Linked DNA regions of Zea mays: region 2 is linked to region 1. A link is a contact called in public Hi-C data. All regions are on one chromosome and are shown on one strand. The core of a region is the stretch at or near the end of the contact, and the rest is flanking DNA. Distances in the headings are between cores, read along the strand shown. Region 1 holds the start of LOC103637733 (probable inactive poly [ADP-ribose] polymerase SRO1). Region 2 has its middle 220 kb from the start of LOC103637733.

Evidence for each region. A called contact is a pair of places that touch in the nucleus more often than the background predicts.
Region 2: a Hi-C map of endosperm shows a contact between it and region 1, with 8 times the contacts expected there. The contact joins the enhancer-like site here to the promoter of LOC103637733 in region 1. A contact is called at or near these places in 4 of 25 Hi-C or Micro-C datasets (ear, endosperm, leaf and 1 more).

Annotation. Positions count from the first base shown.
Region 1 is chr1:105,460,650-105,466,990 of Zm-B73-REFERENCE-NAM-5.0, forward strand. It overlaps LOC103637733 (probable inactive poly [ADP-ribose] polymerase SRO1), which reads right to left and starts at 3,581. Exons shown (of 7, transcript NM_001428418.1): 1 at 3,357-3,581; 2 at 1,134-2,422; 3 at 567-808; 4 at 380-465; 5 at 1-82. The coding sequence starts at 2,248.
Region 2 is chr1:105,682,873-105,689,213 of Zm-B73-REFERENCE-NAM-5.0, forward strand. No RefSeq gene overlaps it. Among protein-coding and RNA genes, the nearest start is that of LOC103637733, 220 kb to the left of the region's middle. Within about 2 kb of position 2,614, at least 14 of the 20 cell types and tissues checked have an H3K27ac peak or open chromatin away from gene starts, as enhancers often do. A contact at or near this core is called in ear, endosperm and leaf, where this site is marked.

The DNA.
Region 1 (6,341 bases), core at 2,331-4,830:
TTGGAGCCTTTGCCATCGAATCTCCTAGCATGGGGGCTGCACATCCACCTCCCAATGCTGGAGGTGCCTCCAGGTTCATCTCCTGTTTTATGCATAAAAGGAAGTTGTTAACTGGTTCTTTAACCAACTCCAACATGACTAAAACAGCATGGTTTCACAAGGAAACTTATCATATTTGGAGGTTTCTATCATAGATAGCGAATATAATCAGCTCCAAGTTATAATCTCAATAACGCAAACACAAGTCAAGTATTGTGTCAAATCACACAATCTGAATTACTGCACTCTTGCTGCTCCAACAGTGGAACTCGTCTGTATATCAAGTTAGTAACAGGAGTTGACTCTAGTGTTGGAGTACTATCTTGTTAATGCATCTTACCTCTGAAATACAGTCGGGTGAACTAGAATTCAACACCAGTGACAGATCAGATGAATTCTGGCAGTCTTCTTGCGATACGAAGTAATCTGACACAGAAAATGCTTAGCAATAAGGAAATTTGGGTTGCCACAGATCAAGAAACAAATAAGTCAAACAAACTGAAGACACAGTAGCTGCAATTAGTTACCTTTTGTTTTAGAAGGCAATTTGACGGTGACTACAAACTCAGGATAGATGTGCCTATTCAGATTCATATCCCACACAATGTAATGTTGTGGGTTTTTAAGGTCATCTACTCCACTATCAAAATAGTCACTACTAGGTTGGTGCTGCTTAGATCCAGGGTGAACTATTTCTACGTTCCCCATTATAACACGGCACAACATCATATGGACAATGCCATTTTCATCAACAGCAGAGAATTTCACACTGCAGAAAGTAATACAAATATTGAATTTGGCAACAGTTAGGAAAAGAAAAAAGAACTTAGTGAGGAACGAGAACAATAAAATGAAACAGTAATTAGTTGTTGTCATCAATCTAAAATCGTCTGAATAGCATGTCAGTAAAAGGAAAGTAATGAACTCAGGAGTGAGCAAGCATCTGATACATAGATGCAAACATAACGGATCTCAGGAAATCTGAACAGCTAAGAAACATAGATGAGATACGAGAGTCAGGTGCCAGCAACGATTTGGAAAGGGGGAGGGAAAATCCTGACATACATGGAACAATTAATATATCAAGAACATACCAGGCATCAGAACGATTTGCTGGTGTAAGGAATGTGCCCTCTCCATAGGCTGCACACTTAATGGGCGGCTTATGAACTTGTAAAGAACTATTCAGCATCATTTCATGCACAGTGCTTTTGGAGCAAGGAAGCCATGCATAACGGACATTTGCGTTTCCACGATGACATCTGGTAACCTGTACATGCTTTTCGTGATTATGGTAACGGACTTGTCCATGGTCATCCAATAATGGAGTCCTGTAGATTCCAATAATGTCCTTGGATTCAATAACTGAACCCATCCCCTGCAACAACAGCTTCTCCACGGCTTCAATAGTGCGCTGGGCACGTGATACCTCACCCAGATTAGCTTGGCGTGGTAGTAGGTTACAGGCTGTAGGCAACAAAGTGCATGGCTCATTTTCTCCAATAGCTTCTCCCATATCACAGTATTTTTTTATGATGGAATTATTTTCAGCTCTAGCTCTCTTAGGACTGGAAACATCTTCAGTACTTGAACCGAAGTTTGAACTTTCTGCGGAACTTTCTGATGTTCCAAGCTGGTCATTCATTTCTCGTGTCCCATTTGACTCAACACTAATGTAATCATGATATCCGTTGCCAAAATCTTTCTTCATAAATATTTTCTGATCTTGCACAAATGATTCTGGGAAGTAGCGGTTTCCATTTTCATCGATCCAAGCAATCGGCCTCTGAAGACCTGTCTTCGTGTCTATGAATGTCATATGGGCAAAATCCAGCAAAAATAGCTGGTTCTGATATCCTGTTTCTGTGATTGTTTTTTTCGCCCTGAAGTCAGCTTGTGCCAATTTGACAATCTTTTCTGGGAAGTCTTTCCAGACAGCACCTATGCGAAGCAAAATACGTTTAGGTGGTGCGCTACTCATGAAGTTCTTATAGCTCTGCAAAACCTGCTTGTTGAAGTGGCACACGATCTTTGCCTTGCGGTCTTTATCAACATGAAACCTAACAGCAGAATCATTGACAGGGTGCTGATGCAATTCAGAGTTGTGGAATATGTCAGCATCATATGCAGCGGGGTTCTCCCGCTTTCTCTTGAGACTATTCATGTTCCTTCCACATTTACCCAATACCTTTCCGTTCATCGCAGCCATTATTGCTAGCAGAAATGAACACGAACCAGAAACTAATTCTTCCAACCAAACTAAACCTGAACAAGTCTACTATTTACACTAATCTAGTGGAGAAGCTTCTGAAGACGTTCCACCTTGTAACCGACAGGCAAACGAAAAAGAGCCGGAGAAGAAACGCCAAAAGACAGTATGATCCTGCTAAGGGAAAATTGTCAGAAATCAGTAAGATAATTGTTGCTGCACTTTATATGCAGCAAAACAATATTGGATTACAGCAGGACACTCAAAAAAAAAAGGAATGACTATGGTATCAATTTTCCAGTGAGACCCTGGGAAAAATCCAAATCTTAATGCTGTCACTAGCTGTTATGTTAAGCATGGCCAAACAGATTATAGAAGTGCACACATCTTTTGTCATGTCGTGGTGCAAAAATGTTCTTTCCATGAAAAATAAGTCAACCTGTTGACTAGCAATGCCTAGGGAGTGCTGCAACCATATAGACAGATAGAGAGGCTTTTACTATTATGGTATTATTAGCCATGAAGGTCTGCTGCTGGTGAGGGAGCAAGATGCTTGTACTAACCTACAGATAACATGGTTATGAAATAATCTATGGTGATGGATTAAAGCACCAAATATTCTCTTTCATGCACAAATTAGCAGTTAACCAATGAATTTAACTGAACATGGAGCAAGAAAACTTGTATCTTAGACCATATCCATTGCAGAGCACATGGCAGGGCAGTAAATGACTAGTCAAGTAATAGAAGTAAACATCAGAATATGGTGCATAGGGTAAAATTCAGCGGAATTCTGACAAAATCCACTCAGTTTCCATGGATAATTTAACAAGTAATTAAACAGGACTGCAGTGCAGGAATGGAAATTTTTGAAAAGTCAACAATACATAGAAGAATCGATTTGGTGATCTCAAATCTGCTTTAGCCCCCAACAATTCACATCTTCATAGCACATATAATTGGCATCCAACAAATCGAACATGAAGGCTACAGATCAAAAAAAAAGCTTCCAGATCGAAAATACATACATATACAATATACAAGGGGATCCTCTTCGCCGAGGAACCAGTCAGTCAGACAAGCAGATCCGCCGATCGACGACGCTTACCTAGGGTTAGTAGTGGGGGCGTTAGCAGGGGCGACGGCGGACGAATAAATTGATTGCTTCATCTCTCCCTATCGGATCCCTTTTGCTCCCCCTAGGTCACCGCCCCTACCGACCCCACTTTATCCCCAGGCGATAGCCGGAGGTGGGGGTTCTCGCCGGAGCTTCTGCTGCTGCTTCCCTCGCCAGCGATATTGAACTGGGTCGAGGTGAGCGCAGCACGAATCGACGGCGGGGGGGGGGGGGGGGGGGGGCGAAGGTAGGAACTAGGAAGAAGGCAGGAGCTATGCGGTGGTGGAATTATTGAACACGGAGCAGAAGAGATGAGGGCGAGGTCCACGCACGCGGCACGCCTTTGCCGTGACCCCACCTGCGTTATTATTATTCCGGCCTATCCTATCCACCCACCGCCCTCCGTCCTCGATCGCTCTCCGACGCATGGGTCCGGACCCACCTGGGCACGGGTACGCAAGGCGCTAAACTTGGATGCCAAGTTGCCAGCCTCTTTCCTTGCGCCATAAGCAAAAAAAATGGCGAGCGGGCGACGTCGTGATGCCGACATGCGTGCTTGCATCGGACGGTTCACGCTTGAGGTCAACGGTACCTGTCCCACAGCAGCCGCATCACGGCCGTCCACACGTTGCAGGTTTTTGTTTTTCGTTAAATTATGGAGTAAATTCTAATGGTTTGCGTGCGTGTGTCGGGCAGAGGCGACGTGCTGATGCCGTATTCTGAATTCTTGCGCCCAACGTTCAGATTGGCCTTCGCAGCCCAACTGGATATCCATATCAATTTGCTGGCTAGTGTGTCAGTATGTATAGTTTTGGTGGATTGAACTTAATTGCACGTCGTGTTTCACGAATCTATGGAGAACTTTGGCCCACGCCATCGAGGATTTGTTGGCGCTGATCTAAATAATACTTGCGCTTTCTATGTGGTTTCCTACTCCATGGCTGCGCACTAGAGAAAACTAACATCATTTCCATCACCATCGTGTACACCTAATAAACTTTATTAAGTGCTAGATACAATACTTGTGTGAAAAATGATCATCTGAACAGACCTCAGACTCGGAGTCGATACGACTGACTGCAGACCTAATAAGATTTTTATGTAGCCAGAGCCAGAGCCAGGTATTGAATACTACTTTACCAAACAATCGTTGATTGCCAGAAGTCTTCGAGTCTTGATGAAACAAATGCAGATACGAAGATTGACCACTAGAGCTTAGTTTGGCAGCGAGAGGACAAAAAGCCCCGGGAAATAATCCAGCAAGAGGATTTTAAAAGTATTTTAAATGATACTTTAATTTTCATGGAGGATTTTTTTCACTCTGTTATATTTGGCAATCAAGGGGCCAAATACCCGTCTTGTGCAAAAAAAAAAAAATCAAAATCAGGAAAAAAAAATCAAACAGCAACTACTCATCCATCATCACATCACACGTACGGATAGTTGTGTGAACATTAGAAAAATGTTTAAAAATAGCACACAAAGTTTAATTTGAATAAAATCAAATATTCAACAAACTTAATCCATCACCAAATCACATAAAATCATCTCCATTTACACGTATAGATAATATAACATAAAAATGAAGTACAAGCTTCTTTATTAGGAACTTTGCCACTAAAATAAATTATGAGTTTAACCCCTTTTCCACAAGCTTCATGTAGATTGCCATTGCATTTTCCTTCTCCATGTTAGCTTTACTTATCACTACTAAAGTAACATCAACTGATACACAGTTTAGTTTACATGGTTACACAAAGAACATGAACATGGTTCCATGCACATAGCCAAAGCAATAGCTAGTGATCTGAATAACAGTTTAGAGCACTGAATAACAGATGAGGGGATCCACAACACGGTATAAAAAAAATAAGACACACTCTCTGTTATTCAGTGCAATAACTAGGTTTTTAGTACATGTCGCTGCACAAAGTACATGACTGACAAATAATTGCAGGTTTTGATACTTTCTTTCCATCAAAACAGATTTCGTTCCTAGAATTCCAAATGGACCAGCATCTGTAAATGCTACCATTTCATGTCAAGTGTCACCGATAATAAGGACACAGGATCACAGAAACATGTCTATAAAACATCAGTTCAGTTCACTGAAGCTATGGACGTATGGTCATGAAGCAGCATATCTAATGAAGATATTCCCAGACATGATGGTGAGACCATCGCCATATTGAAGAAAAAAACACACTAGGAAGTTGTCAGATCTATGAGATTGCATGAGCAAACCATTCTAAGAGATGAGCTTGACCAATTCAAATTTAAACTATGAGCTGGACACCGCATATGCTCATCAAATAATTCGAGGTCGTCATCCTTGGAAGATGCATTGCATATTCAGAGCAATTGGGTCCATAATGTAAAGCCAACAGGGCAAAGAAACAGAGCAGTTGGGTCCATAATCTATACTATACTTAAAGCACCAGTTTCAACGGTCGTCCCGCGTCATCTTTTTACAAATAACCTCTCACAGTTATTTCAAATTAATCCGATGTACGCCTATAGATGGCCAAGCGCCGGTCCGGCATGGGCCAGACGCCCGCGGGCCACAACTCTGGCCTAGGCATGTCGGCCCATTTGATTAAATCAGCGTAAAACATTAAAAAACGGTGCAGGAGGTAGAGTTCAAACCCATGCCCTGATGGAGGTGAGTAAAGCTGTCTAACCAGTAGAACATCATGCTTAGATGTTTTAAATATTGAATATAAAATTGTATATATGTATATACGTTTTTTGTAAAATAAAACAAATATAATTATATCGGGCCGGGCCAGCACTACGGGCCGAGGCTACAACCCAAGCACGGCACGACGTTCTTGGCTCTTGCAAGCATTAGGTCGTTTCGGAGACCACATTGGCGCAATGGACTCCATGGTGTTTGAGGTTGCTGAATTGGATGGAGCAACAATGATTTGTCACACTAACAGTAAAATGAATGATTATTTGTTGATTTTAAACGTT
Region 2 (6,341 bases), core at 1,364-3,863, 220 kb after region 1:
TTATATTCCATGTAATTCCCTTTTCATTATGATATGTAATGTTTATGAAGGTATGTCCTTCATAACCTTCGCCCGAAGATCATTATATCTCAAGGGAAATAATGCTTCCAAGGACGAAGGACTTTAACGTTTAACGTTTTCTGTGTTGCCTTGTTCTTAATTCTTAGCATTTGAGAACAAGTCCCCAACAGTGATGATATCCAATTATGTAATCACTGTGTACGTGAGTTCTGATCCGGGCACGTACATGGTTCGCATTCGGTTTGCCTTCCAAAACTGGGTGTGACATGATCATTTGAGCGTGGAGTTTTGACTCCCATTCATTGTAAAGCTAGCAAGAGCCCCTTATCTTTATGGTTGGCCTTGCGCAGACTTCGGTCTTTTGTTGACAAAGAAGAAGGAACACTCGCTAGTCTTAGTGACCGTTGGAGAGAGGGAAAGAGTTGAAAAAGACCCGTCCTTAGTGGACTCCTCAACAGGGATTAGGTTCTTGGTGAACTGAACCTTGGTAAAACAAATAACCTGTGTCACTTGTGTTTATTGCTTGTGATTTATTTGTCTTCTCCCTCTCTAAGTTCTCTTGCACTATGTCACACCCGGGTTTTGGGGCACCAAGACCCGGGCACGAACATAATCACCAGGTGTGTTAGGACCAAGTCTTACACATATGATAACTCATAGTACAGAAACGAATGTCACATCTTTACTATATAATAGGAGTTATGTACAAAATAATTAAATAATTACATCATACGAAGACAATGATCTAGCAACCCGAAGTTGACTGGGAGACGACGGCCTAGACCTCTCACGAACTCATCACAACATCCTCCATGCGCCTCATCCTGCGGTACCTGTTCTTGACGTATGGGGGTATAAGACAGCAAGGGTGAGCTCACATACGTTCATTGCTCAACAAGTTGTGGGAAATAATGTGCATGAACTCACCAAAGTGGGAGCTCATGTGAAGTGTAAGGCTTACCAAAGAGGACGGTCAAAGCTGAGCATTGCTTTTAAAGTTGGTCAAAATTTTATTAGTTGTTACTAAGTGTAAGTAGATACCAAACCAAATAAGTAGTAGATTGAAATTGATAACAACACCCGCGGTGCAATGCATATGACAAATTGAATTTAGTTCCATGATTTAATCATGCAAGAGTCCTGAGCTGCTCATGACCGCGAGCTCGGCTAGTATACCAGTTTTACACTCTGTAGAGGTGGTGCCATTTACCCACAAGTCATGTTACCCATCTGCCACGGGTTGTACGGGCCCCATACACCTCTACCAAGGAAGCGAGGTAGGGTAACACTACGAGGCCTTTACAAAGTTCCACTAGCTTTCGAAAACCGCTACAGTTTCTAGGAAGAGCAATGCAGGAATCCCTCGTCTGACCGCCATCGCAGCAAAATCAACCCGAGAACCTCCGTGCACGCCTACTCCCCTACTGCCCTGGCCCCTTTCGGGTAAGGTAGTCTTCCACTAGCTTTCCTAATTAGTCAACCAAGGGCGTCCCATTCCACCCTTGTGGTGGCACGTGTTTCTCAAGTTAAGCTCGATGTTCCAATTAATATAATGATATTGACATATTGTCATGAACGATAAGTAAAACAACAGTATAATTAGAACATGATCATAATGTAATATTAATCCCAAAACCATATAGAGCAATAGCAAAGATTACCCAAAAGTTCAAGGATAAACAAGGTGTAATGATGACCAAACTAGGGTGACCTATTAGGTCCCATCAAAATTAAGCCTATGCATGCCAAAATGATTATAGCAATCATTATTGGGTAAATAAAAGTGATCAAGGGCACAACTTGCCTGGGACTTGAGATTCCAGGTACCAGGATGATCTTCAAGATGACTCGTAACCTCGCGCTATTCGTAGCAATACAAACAAAAAGTGTATAGGTAAAATTAACACCACACCAAACATAAGTACAAACTGCATAATAATCTTCTACGCATCGTAACTAGATCCTAGGTTCGAGAACCACTAAATTCAGAGTTAAAGTGGAACAGATATGGTTTTCGGAATGTCTACATGATGGAATATTAATACATTATAAATTGGTTAATATTAATCATATGAGTAAATATACTCTAAATAATCAAATCCACTTTAAACTAGATTATATCTTGGTTAGAAATCTTATTTTAGTCTAATTATAATTATAGACTTGTAAACCTTGATTAGTAAAATAAATCTACTACTCAAAGGGTAAATCAATATCTTGTTATAACAATATGTGATATATCAAAATAAGGTTCGCTACTGTGTAGAAAATTTTATTACAAAGTCAACGCAACTGGAACAGACTAAAATGGAGTTAAAATGTATTAGTTATTTTTCTGGTTTATTTTATTAAATCTGAGATTGATTTGGACTTCGGGTATAAATTTCTGAAAGAATAGGGTCAAACGTATAAAGTTGAGGACCTGAATGTCATAATATCACTACTACAGAGGATGGCGGGTGGATTATATAAAAGCGCAGGGTTTCTTATGTAAAACCTACGCAGCGAAGGGGTACGTGTCTATCCTAGCCGTTGCATCAACGGCGTGTGGCCCAGATTAGAACCGCATAACTCCGAACCAGTACACAATCGTGGCCGTTGGATTTGTGACCGACGATCCAGGATTCACCACGCCACACACCTAATCTGACTCGCCCATATTCCATCGCACGACCCCAATTTTATGGGGCGAAGGGGTATGTTCGCTTTTAATCATAGACGCCCATCACGAGATGGACGGTACCCGCACCATCTTCAACCTCTCGCACTCCTGCATCTCTCTCTCCTATCTCTTCTAGCGTCTGCCGCGGCAGAACTGCATCCACCAGGCGGCCGCTATTGCCAGCAAACGCCACCCCGATCCAGCGCTCAGGTGGCCCTATGGTCCATGATGCGGTGCAAAAAAAGGATTCCGTGACGGTAGCGAACCATAGGCGTGAAATCGTACCGTCGTTGGAGACAAAGACAAGGCCAACTGTAGCATATGGTCTTCACGGCGTGGCGGTGTCATAGCCGGTAAATAGGACTCCATGTACAACCCTGAACAGCGGCACATGCACGACATTGATCACGACGACGGCTTACCTCTCTCTCTGGTTTTTTTCGGCTGGTCGAGATATTTTCGCTCAGGCTTGGTAGAACGAAGGCATGTCTTGGCCGGTATTTATGCGCCTGGTGGCAGGGAAGATCTGCTGGTTTGCTCAGATCTTACAAGCGGTTACAACAAACTTTGAGTTTGTTACAGAGGCTGTTGCGTGATTCTGTTCTGTCTCTGATACGGTAGAAGATGGAGCTGTTTGCGCGATACGTAACAAACTCGGAAGAAGATTATCGTGAGGAGAGGCCCACACAGAAGTGAAGGGAGGTGGCTACGTGCATTCCTAGCTTGATGTCATGCTTGCATCACGATGACGTCATGCGCGTCAAGGGGAATAAACAAATAAAAAACGACGTGGCATGGGTTGCACTTGGTTTAGAAGCTAGGATGAGGCCCATGCGATTCTTTTTTTATTGCTTCTTCCTTTTCCCCTTTTCTAATTTCAAATTCCATATTCAAATTTAAATTTGAGTCTTCAAATTTAAATTAAATGCAACAACAAAAAACGCAAACATGAATGCAAATATTTTATATTTATTTACTCATTTATGCGGATGCTTCCAAATATACAATTCATGCGCCCAAATTCAATATTTTTAGAAAGTAATTTCTAATACATGATCCCTGATAATATATGGTTTAACTTTTTTTGGCGGGTTCATATAATTCATAAAATAATTACTTCCCTAAGTAAATAATCAATGATCTTTTTTTGTTTATATTTTTATTTAGTTTTGATTCGAATTCTAGCTTTAATGTATCTCGTGTGTATATATTTATATATACTTAAACTATCAAAGTTTTAGTGTTATCATTATTTATTTTAGGAAGCCCAATTAGGTAAAAGGAAATAATTTTAATGCTCAATCGTCTTAGAGAATCTTACTAAATCCCAAAATAGAATTTTGGGTGTTACACACTATTCTTTGTTGATATTACTTTATGTTGCTTCAAGTTAAATTCTCATATATAGAAGCAACGCCTTGCAAGAAAGAACTTGTGTTATTCCTCTTCTTACCTAAGCCCTCTTGCTTTATTATTCATAGATATTTTAGTTGTGTTGTTTTGTGTTAATTCCGCATTCTTTGAAAGCAATACTTTTGCAAGCAAATGACTTAGTTTTATACTGCGATAATTGTTCATCTTGTTCTAACCACTAATCGAGGGATCAAGGGTCGTGTTAAATATAAATTTTAGGTTTCGCCTATTCACCCCCCTCTAGGTGACTTACAATTGGTAACAGAGCTAGGCACTTCATATTGAGTCTAACAACTCGAAGTGATGACTCGGAGAAAAATCCAAAAGAACAAGAAGATACCACCGAAGGAGAACAATGAGGTAACTCTTGAGATATAACTTTTCGATTGTTCTAATTATGCTTCATGGTCTACTAGTGTGATAAATGCTTTTAGGACCATAGACCCACAATTAGAACAAATTTTAGACAAGAGTATTATACCTCCTAGTTATGATAAGAAAAATGCTTCTGAGGAAGATCAAAGGTGTTTATGCTTAAATTATCTTGCTTTTGACATCTTAGGTAATTCTCTTAGCAAAGAAGATTAGCATGCCTTCATAATTAGATATGATGAACCTATTCATGATGCGCATGATATTTGGACTAGAATTAAAAATATATTTGATGAGTCCAAACATGTTAGTTCATATAATGCTTCTACTTCCTTTAGTCCTTGTGAATCTAACCCTTTAAAGGAAAAAGAAGAAAATGAACGTTGGAGACAAAATGATGAATCCACCTCTCCAAAAGGTTTGTCTTCCCATCTCGATACCCACATATGTTGTGTGGCTAATGAAAATGATAGAGGAAGGACAAATGAAGATGAGGAGGATGAAAGAAGCTTCATGCAACTCTACGCTCATCTAAGCCTAGAAGATAAGGCGGTCATGCTCAAACTTCTAAAGGGAGAGAGAGAGAGAGCAAAGTGAAGCTCTTCACAAGCTAGAAGAAGTCCTCACCACAAAAATCCAAAGCTTGGAAGAGTTGACTAAAGAACATGAGGAGCTAGAGTGCTCTCATGTTGATTTGGTCCAAAGGTATGAAACTATTTCAATTGAGCAAGATAACTCTATTGGGGGTCTTCTTCTCCGCCGAAGGTCCTCAAGACAAAAACACCTTCGACAAAATGATACACAAGATATGACAAAAACCTCTGCCAAAGATTCTCAAGACGAAGACCTGACATGGAAGCAACATTGCTAAATGCCAAAGCTACCATTCAGCTTCGGTTCAAGTCAAGAAAAAGAAGAAAAGAAAGATAAACCTTGGTAATCTAGGTTATCTATGGATGAATGTTAAGGGTCATGAATGTAATTTCCCCCGGGCTGCGTCCTGTGCCTATAAATAGATGAACAGTAACACTGCACTGTTCACTCTAAATTGTAATCACTCTCTCGCGTCTTCACCTTCAAGCAAGCCGAAAGTATCAATGTAATATGAATTCTGCTAATATTCACACATGTTTTATAGAATGCAAATATGAATGAATCAACGAGATACAGTTACTTTCTTCGTCCCTTTGCATTCCTGTTTACATGTTAAATGATGAAGGTATGCCCTTCTTGACCTTCGTCTGATGAGCATTGTACCTATGTGGAGATAATGCTTCAAAAGACGAAGGTCCATAATAATTAACAATTGTGTTGCCTTGTTCCCGATTCACAGCATTCAAGAGCAAGTGAGCAACATTGGCGCCCACCATGGGGTGAACTCACTTTCGACCACAACAGTGACAATGGCTTCCCGATGAGCTTAGGTCACGGCACCTTCGGCTACCAAGCTGGTGCTCCCAATCACGGGCGGTTCAAGTTCTGAGCCAGCCAACAAGAAGCAAAAAAAGAGGCATAAAGAAGGGTGCAACATGTTGGAGTGCAAGGACCCTTCACCAAATCCAAGTGGTCACACATTCCAATCACCTTCTCTCAGGAGGACTTTCAGCTCAAAGACTATCCCCATAATGATGCAATGGTCATATCTTGTGTTATCAAAGGGTTTCTGGTTCACAATGTCCTTGTTGATACAGGCAGCGTAGCAGATATCGTCTTCGCAAAAGCCTTCAGGAAAATGCAAGAGCAAGCTGATAAGATACATGATGCAACACTGAAAGGGAAATGTGCCTTTGGGCCATTTCTAAGTATTTTGGTGATTGAGTGCCAACAGAAGTGCTTAAATGTGAATCTATGTCCATGGGTGAACAAAGTGCAA